Regions from separate parts of the Astyanax mexicanus genome. Here region 1 is linked to region 2. The links are chromatin contacts, called in public Hi-C maps. All regions are on one chromosome and are shown on one strand. Each heading gives the region's core, a stretch centred on a gene start, on an enhancer-like site or on the middle of the called end of the contact. The rest is flanking DNA. Distances are from core to core; before and after follow the strand shown. Region 1 overlaps LOC103028258 (a long non-coding RNA gene). Region 2 has its middle 7.9 kb from the start of wnt7ba.

Region 1 (3,990 bases), core at 831-3,330, 41 kb before region 2:
TCATTGTGATATACTGATAAATAAAACTGACATCATACTTAAATTGAGTAATTGTTATGAGATTTGTACATAGCTTAATACACATCAAATAATGAGTATCATATGTGACAAATTTCACATTGGAAAAAAGCACTTTTCTCACACTTCATTGTTATTTTCTTGAGAATACAATGAAATAATGTGAACAAAATCTCAGTTTTCTGAGGTGTCCTCGTTAATGCTATAAAAATACCACCTCACATCAGAGCTCCTCTTCATCAGGGCCATGCTTTTGTGTACAAAACAACCATTGCTTCTCTGCAGGCCATCTGTGGAAGAGAAAGAGAGAGCAATGTAAACGTATTTATTTACATGTAGCACAGTCAACACAGTAGTGACACTCCCTTTCTCTCACTCTCTTTGGCTGCATTGTGTGGTGTGATATTTCTTCAGCTTTCTCCATTATTAATGGCATTCTTGTTTACAGTTCTGCTCAGTGAGCCTAAAGGAGGATCGCGTAGCACCTCTGTCCTTAAGGGCAGCCAGGAGGCTGCATCGCACTGCCACTGGCCCGCATGTTCCGCTGTGCTGGAGCCAGCTTGAGGGTACCAGGCTTCAGGGCTTGAGGTCCCACATGCGTGACGCACTGGCGCACAGGTGAGCTGCAGTAGACAGAGCGGCAGGTACGCGCACGGTGTATACGCACGTATGATTAATAAGAGGCCAGCTGGCGTGAGGTCTGTGGTAAGGCTAAGGAGGTAGTGGTGTGTGTGCGTATGAGTGAGAGTGTGGGCTACATTGTGGTTTACCTCAGGCGGAGGGGGGGAGGCACACACACACGAAGCCTAGTCATACTACCACAGGCCCCACGAGAGTGTGTTGTTACCGCAGCACTGACTCACACACATTCATTATGCACACATAAATACAAAAACACGCACAGACAGCTAAATACACAATCACATACACGTCACACACAAACATGCTACCAGGAACTACCACACAAAAATTATGGCAGCACTTACCAAAAATCACTGCATATTCCCCATACACATACGACATGTGGATCATGGAACATTAAATGCCCCCACATATGTATATATATATATGTGTATACTGCTATTAATTATTAATTACTCACTGCAAACAGATATATTACAACCTGTTTGTGGCTTTTTATTGGAAAAGCAGGTAGGAGGAGGAGGAGCGGTACATTCTGAATCATGCACTATAAACATACAGACTCCTCCTCTGTAAAGGGCATTTAAAAAAAATAAATCAACCATCTCTACAATAAAGTGTCGGAATGAACAACATCCCTCAAGTCAAATCATCCATCCACATCAAACTGCAGTGGGAGTAATCATAAGGCCTCCTCAGTGTCCTTGAAAGACCTGACGGAGTGAGAGGAGTTAAATGTGGCGCTGAGCTCCACTCCCTCTGGATACAGCCACAGCCAGTGTGTCTAACAATGTTTGGCATAGCGAGAGCTGTTTGTGCTGTACTTTTAATAGACTGAGAGATAAATGCGAAGCCTCCTTTTATCCCACACAGGGCCTGCAGGGCAAGGCCTGCTCCACCCCTCTACCAACCCCCCTCCTCACCCGCAGCACTGTAACCTTAGATGGCATGGCTGTGCTATGCCATGACCTCCAGAGCGCCAGACACAGGACTGGCACACATTGCACATGTCTGGGTCATTTGTGGTAATGGGGGTAAGATGAATCCCTGAATATATGAGCGAGAGAAAGCTTAGAGGAGCAGAGAAATGGTGGCCTATACAGCCTCAGAGAGACGTATCTGTAGAGATATCCCTCAGCGTCTTTAAGTTTTTAGCCGAAACACGCAAATCCTATATATTTACAATGTGGCCATTGTGTCCACGTCAGATGTATATATCATTGTCCTTCCTGAATACGTCGTTCATATGACCCTATGGAGCCTGGTGGAGATTGAGCCAGTGCAACACCATCAGTATCCAGTAGGTGGCGTTCTGCTTCTAAGACTGGAGCCCTGTGCTCTGGGCAGTGAGTGTTTCCGTGACAATAGGGCTTTTATGCAGAACAGGCAAGCTCACCGCAGTGCCCTCGAGTACCGTTTCCCTTAATCCCCGTTTGACCTTTGGGTGCTGGAGTCACTTTCACTTTTTCATGTAACTGATTTCTGTTACAGAGAGGAGCCCAGACACTTCTTTGACATCTAATAATGAGAGTTGTTCATTTGTTGTGTTGTGCGACAACGGAGAGCGATGCACGTTGCCCACTGTATTAGTCTGGCGATAAATCCACACCGCCTGTTATTTGAATAATATGCTTCATTCACACGCAGTCATTACTATTAAAAATGACTCTGTCCTATTTGCCTGAGGACAAAAGATCCTTCAGCATTAATTGATAGACTGAACATTTAACATACCCAGCCACAGATTAGCAAGATAAGACAATAATGTCATGCCCTTATACTTCCACAACACACATACCACAGAAATGCCTGCAGCCTTAATAGTTGCAAAGCCACAAGACCAAAAGCAATAAATTAAAAAATACCACAAATAAATAACATTCCTATGCTACTTATCTAAAAGGAAAAAAGAAATCTGCACAAACACACTTTAATAACACAGATACACATACACATTACAAACCTAGCCAGGTGATTTTAACAAGCAATTACATTTTAAAGTTGATCTCCAAACAAGTCCAGTTCAGTCACAAGTCTTTATATAAAAACGTGTTAAAATGTCGCAGAAGCTTCAGTCCTGACAGAAGTCATAACATGATTATAGCAATTAACAGTTACTTCGTTCCCTCTGTCATCTGCCAGTCACGATAAGACAACCCACTGCACTTCAGGAGACCCCAAAGTGTCTCTACACGTATTACAGTGCAGGTGCTGAAACTACTAGTTCAAGCATCTGATTAGTAGCAACAGCAGTCCCAATGAGTTGCCACAATGGCAAACTGCATAGCAACACAGAAACACCAAACTGGATTCAGACTGGTTCAAAATCCAATACGCACACTGACGTAACACAGCAACATCTTAGTAACAGCAGTGTGATACTGGATCTTTTTTTTACGGTACATAATTTGGCCCAATTAATCACTAAAGGCACCAAACTAAAGGTTTTTATGTTGATGATGGGAGTATATGTTAAAACAAACTGGGCAATAATACATATAATACAATAATATATGTAGATCAATAGACATGTTGCGAGAGAAACGGTTAAAACAACAGTGATATGATTTTGTAGAAATAAAATGAAATGTAGTTACAGACTTCCACTGTGGACATCTTTGGCAGTTTTTCATCAACTTTTTAATTGTTCATATCATAGTCAAAAGTACATGTATTAATCAAAATGTTTAAATATACTGTGATACAAATGTTGGCCACCCAGTTCTAACAGACCCCAACATTTTACAAAACAAAAAATATCACTTATCAATGATTAATTAATTATTAATCTGACCTTCAGAGTAAAAAAATATTTTAAAGAATAAAATCATAGCAGTTCATGTGGTAATGCTAATATTCAGGTTACCGTTATTTTGTATTTTCGAAATATGTTGTTTTTTAGTCATTACTGCTCTGGTGACATTATTCAGTGCGACGACTTAATTTCACAAACGTATGGATGTTCCATTTGCCATAAGTACACTTTTCACATTATAAAAATGCCAAATTAATAAAAAATAATGTGCGTTTTTAAAAGACAAAAATGAACACATAAGTATTACCAAGTATATTTACAGATCTGTCTAAATTTTGACTAAAAAAAGCCACACACACAGATTATGCTTAACAAATACAGACAGTGAATATTAAAAATCTTAAATCTTCTTTTTTATTAGTTTAAAAGTGCCCAGAAGACTAATATTGTGATATTACACTATTGTAAATTATATTATTTTATAACTTTCATTTTTAAGATTTTTTGCTTTGCTTGATCTTTATTTTTTCTCTTAATTTGCAATATAAAAGTTAATTTTAAATATTATATAATAT
Region 2 (4,087 bases), core at 955-3,454:
GACATTTTGGTCCAATGATGACCAAAGAATCTTTTGATAGTAATCATACCGGTCAGTTTTAGTTAACCCCTTATACAGCAAGGGCATACAGCACCACATTTTATATACTTACCAATGTCATAATTACACAACTTGTTTCACTGATTTCCATTGTAGTTGTTGAATAATTTAATGTAGTTTCTAAATAAGAGTATAACAAGTACCTGAAAGTATCAAAGAAGTTAAGTTTAATGTACAGTTCTTTACTATAACAACTACTTAAATCACATATGAGTCTCACTTTATTTTTTATTTAAGTAATTACTGTAGTGATTCATAAAATTAAGTTCTTGTATTGGTATAAACTACAATATCCTGAATGTAAGTGTGCAGGCCGGTGCCTTACTCTCATAATTACACAATTACAGTAATTTTGCAGTAATTACTAAACAGTACACTATAAGATGGATAATAATGGATAATTGAATTAAGGAAGAATTAAATATAATGGTTAAGTGGTCGAATTATGTTATTGGTTTACAGTATACTGTCAGTATATACAGTACTGGGATTTTTTTTTAACTCCAGTCAAAAGAGATTGTTTGTCATACGTTAAGTTATATACATATGTAAATTATACATTTTTCAAAATATATTTCTGAGATATTCTGAAAAATTAAGCCATATTATAAGGTAGACCTCGTATAGCATAAGAACTGCACCCATTAACCTAGAATTTAACTGAAATCTTTCACCTTTGGCAGAGAGAGAATCAAGCTGCACTCTTGCTTCAGATCTGAATCATTCACAGCTGTCCTTCCAGTGTGAGAATACCTCTAGAGTTCTGAATAAAAAGATATGTTTGAGATTTATTTTAATGGTGAGAAACAGAAAATGCTCCAACATGTACAACTAAACTTTGGATGTGTTAAATATCTCTCTGTAGACAGTGTAGTAAAACAGTAGGTGCATCCCAAAGCATAAGCTGCAGGTCCTCAGTGAACTGTCTTATGAAGATTTCATCTTTGGACAGTCGTAGCTTGTTGGTCGAACAAATAAAAAGAGTGGCGACATCACTACAAAGGGTCCAAACCCACATATGCCTCACATGAGTTATTTTACATGAATTTACTTACATTTTGAAACTCTGCTCCATGGGCTTTGTTTGTCTTATTCTGTAGTGCTGTTTTACTTTTTTTTAACTGTAGTAACTGTAGGCCTGAAAGGATGCATGCTCAGAAACACTATGAACGTCAGCTGCATTTCTTGCCTGTACCTAATATTATATATAGTTGTTGAGACTTCTGTGTATTTTTTTTATAAATATTGTCCTTCTTTTCTGGAACTAAAAAAATATTGCCCTTAATGACTGTTTTGACTGGCAATTATAAAATAGAAAAGTAGTAAAATAGAGAGTGCTCTCTGACTCTTGTACAGTACCGTCCACAGTCTAAGTCCAAGTCAAGCTTGTGCAAGGTAGTTTAATTTATGAAATTGAAAATTTCATGTATACATATTTTTTTTTCTATAGAGGACCGTTTAACTAACCTTGAAATTTGAAAATAGGCATACAAGTTTCTACACATGAATATAGACCTGTTTAACTTATCATTGTTGGAATGCAAAAAACTTTTTTCCTGTTTTCCCCTTTTTTGACACAATGTGAATTTGGCAGTAGTTGTTTTATGTTGTGTCTAAATCCATGTTGAATGGATAATTTTGCACTGACTTCCATTAAAAACAAAGAAGTTTTTTCTGTCTCCTTTAAAGTTGTGATTTCGCAGATACAACAATTTAGTTTGACAGCGAGGAGAGGATATATTAAATAAACTACTATTTAAAAAACTATAAAAATGACTGTATAACTTCTGTAATTAGGAATTGAGGAATTGAAATGTTTTCACACACACAGGCCCTTTGTACATCAGTTACCACATCATTTCTACCAGTTACTGCATAATAAGGCTCGAGCTGAATATCAGAATAACATGGCTGAAGGGGTTAAAGTGAGAACGCAGAGCACTCTGCAGGCCGGGGGGTTGAGGGGGGCACAGGGCAGTGTGGGAGTCACTCCTCTTTTCCTCCTTCCACTCCCTGCCCTCAGTCAACCCTTCTCCCTCGCTCCCCTCTGCCAAGAGGAACTCTGCACAGAGCCACTGTCCTCCCTCATCTCCCTCTCTCCCGCCCTGCACCTCCCCACCCCTCCTCTGGCATGACATCATCGCACATCTGTTGTCCCAACAGGGCGTCCGTCACATGGGCAACATAATGACAAACTTCTCTTTTTCACCTCGTCTCTCGTTCACTCCACACCCCGCTTTTGTGTGTGTCTCTGCAAAGCCTGGGACCGGGCCTTCACTTCTGCTCTTTATCCTGAACGCTCTGAGAGGAGCAGTTGCACTTTATAGCTGCTGATAGATAAAAAAAATCCAACTAATTAATCACTTTTGCTGTGATTAATCATTATCAATCACTTTTTTTATTCTTAAAACTAAAACTTTTGAAAATTTGAAAATTTTTATATTAAAATGTTTGTTAAACTGTATCTTTTTAACTGTAAACATAGATTGTCCTTTCTGAACCATATTTAAGTATCAGTTAAATTTCAAAATATTTAACCACATTGTAAAAAAAGGTTCAAATTGTATTGTTATTCAGCTTTCACTCCATTTACTGGAACAGTTACTGAGGCACACCAGTTTAATTTACTGGTAGAAGCATCAAAAACGTGCTGCTCAAACAAAAAACTTCCACGGGGGATTAGGGCAAGTAGGAGAAGAAAACATGGTAAACGTATGCTTCACAGAAGCAGCAGCGATGTGTGTGTGTGTGTGTGTAAGAGAGAGAAAGAGAGTGAGAGAGAGAGAGAGAGAGAGAGAGAGAGAGAGAGAGAGAGAGAGAGCGAGAGGGGAACACAGAGTGGAGGCAGGTGTAAGGTGTATTTTAGATTTTAATATAAATGGAAATACAAATAGGGTAAAATAAAAAAATGAATAATAATAATAATAATATGCATTAAAAAGGTCCCATGTTACTGACATGCGTTGACATGCTAAAAGCTAACAGCACTTTTACTTTTTTACATTTGTCATGAGAGATGTGCAAGCAGGAAACATTTCAGGAATGATGTGCTTTGGACAGATGAATCCAAAGTTCGACTATTTGGGCACAGTAACAGAAGACATGTTTAAAGCAAACCAGACTAAGCATTTGAGCACAATTACCTGTACCTACTGTGAAGCATGGGGGTGGTCATGCTGTGGTTTGTGGATGCTTTGCTGCAGCAGCCTGGTGAGGTCTCCATCATCCACTCATCCTTCACTCATCTAATCATTCTTCAATGTATCAGGGGCTGCTTAAGGAAATTTTGAGAACTTCCATACAAACACTGAAGATTCACACTGCTGAAAGAATTCTGCAAGGAGAAGTGGGAAACACTTTCTTCTAGTCAAGGTCGATCAAGACTGGTAGATGGATGCCTAACTGGGGTTATTTCAGCCAAATGGAGAAAAATGGCTATTAGGGCAAAGGGGGGTTCTACCAATTTCCTCAAAAAATATTTAATTTTATTCTTTACATTAAACTAATGTTTAGATTTTTTTTTTATTTCCATCTCTCAATACTGTTCAAATAAAGCACAACTATTAATTTGAATAAATGTGTTCAGAAACAAAGGTACAAATACTTTTTTTTCTTGAATATACATTTACACTTGTGCTGTATAACAAAGTAAGTGTTGTGCTGTATATTTGTATATGTAAGAAATATTAATTCATCCTCATAGTTTACCTGCGTAGTCCATCTGCACACAATAGGCCTGACAAAAGCAGGGCCTTACTAAGTCTGTGGCTTTAGTACTGTTTGTGAAAGGTGCCTGGTTCTGGTGTTCTGGTGAAGAAAAAAAAAGAAAAAGAAAGCTTTTTTAAACACTTATCTTTTAATAAACATTAGCATTTTCTCTTTAAAATAACAGTTAAAAAAATAATGTTGATGCTCTACTGATATACAGCTCTGGAAAAATATGAGACCACTTAAAAATGATGAGTTATTCTGATTTTACCTGATTGAAAACCTCTGAAATATAATCAAGAGGAAGATGGATGATCAC

The links. A called contact is a pair of places that touch in the nucleus more often than the background predicts.
Region 1: a Hi-C map of muscle shows a contact between it and region 2, with 7 times the contacts expected there. The contact joins two enhancer-like sites. A contact is called at or near these places in 3 of 3 Hi-C or Micro-C datasets (blood and muscle).

Annotation. Positions count from the first base shown.
Region 1 is chr2:12,301,406-12,305,395 of AstMex3_surface, reverse strand. LOC103028258 (a long non-coding RNA gene) reads right to left here. Exons shown (of 5, transcript XR_452999.4): 5 at 1-308. Among protein-coding and RNA genes, the nearest start is that of pparaa, 7.9 kb to the left of the region's middle. Within about 2 kb of position 2,080, the one cell type or tissue checked has an H3K27ac peak away from gene starts, as active enhancers do.
Region 2 is chr2:12,260,723-12,264,809 of AstMex3_surface, reverse strand. No RefSeq gene overlaps it. Among protein-coding and RNA genes, the nearest start is that of wnt7ba, 7.9 kb to the right of the region's middle. Within about 2 kb of position 2,204, the one cell type or tissue checked has an H3K27ac peak away from gene starts, as active enhancers do.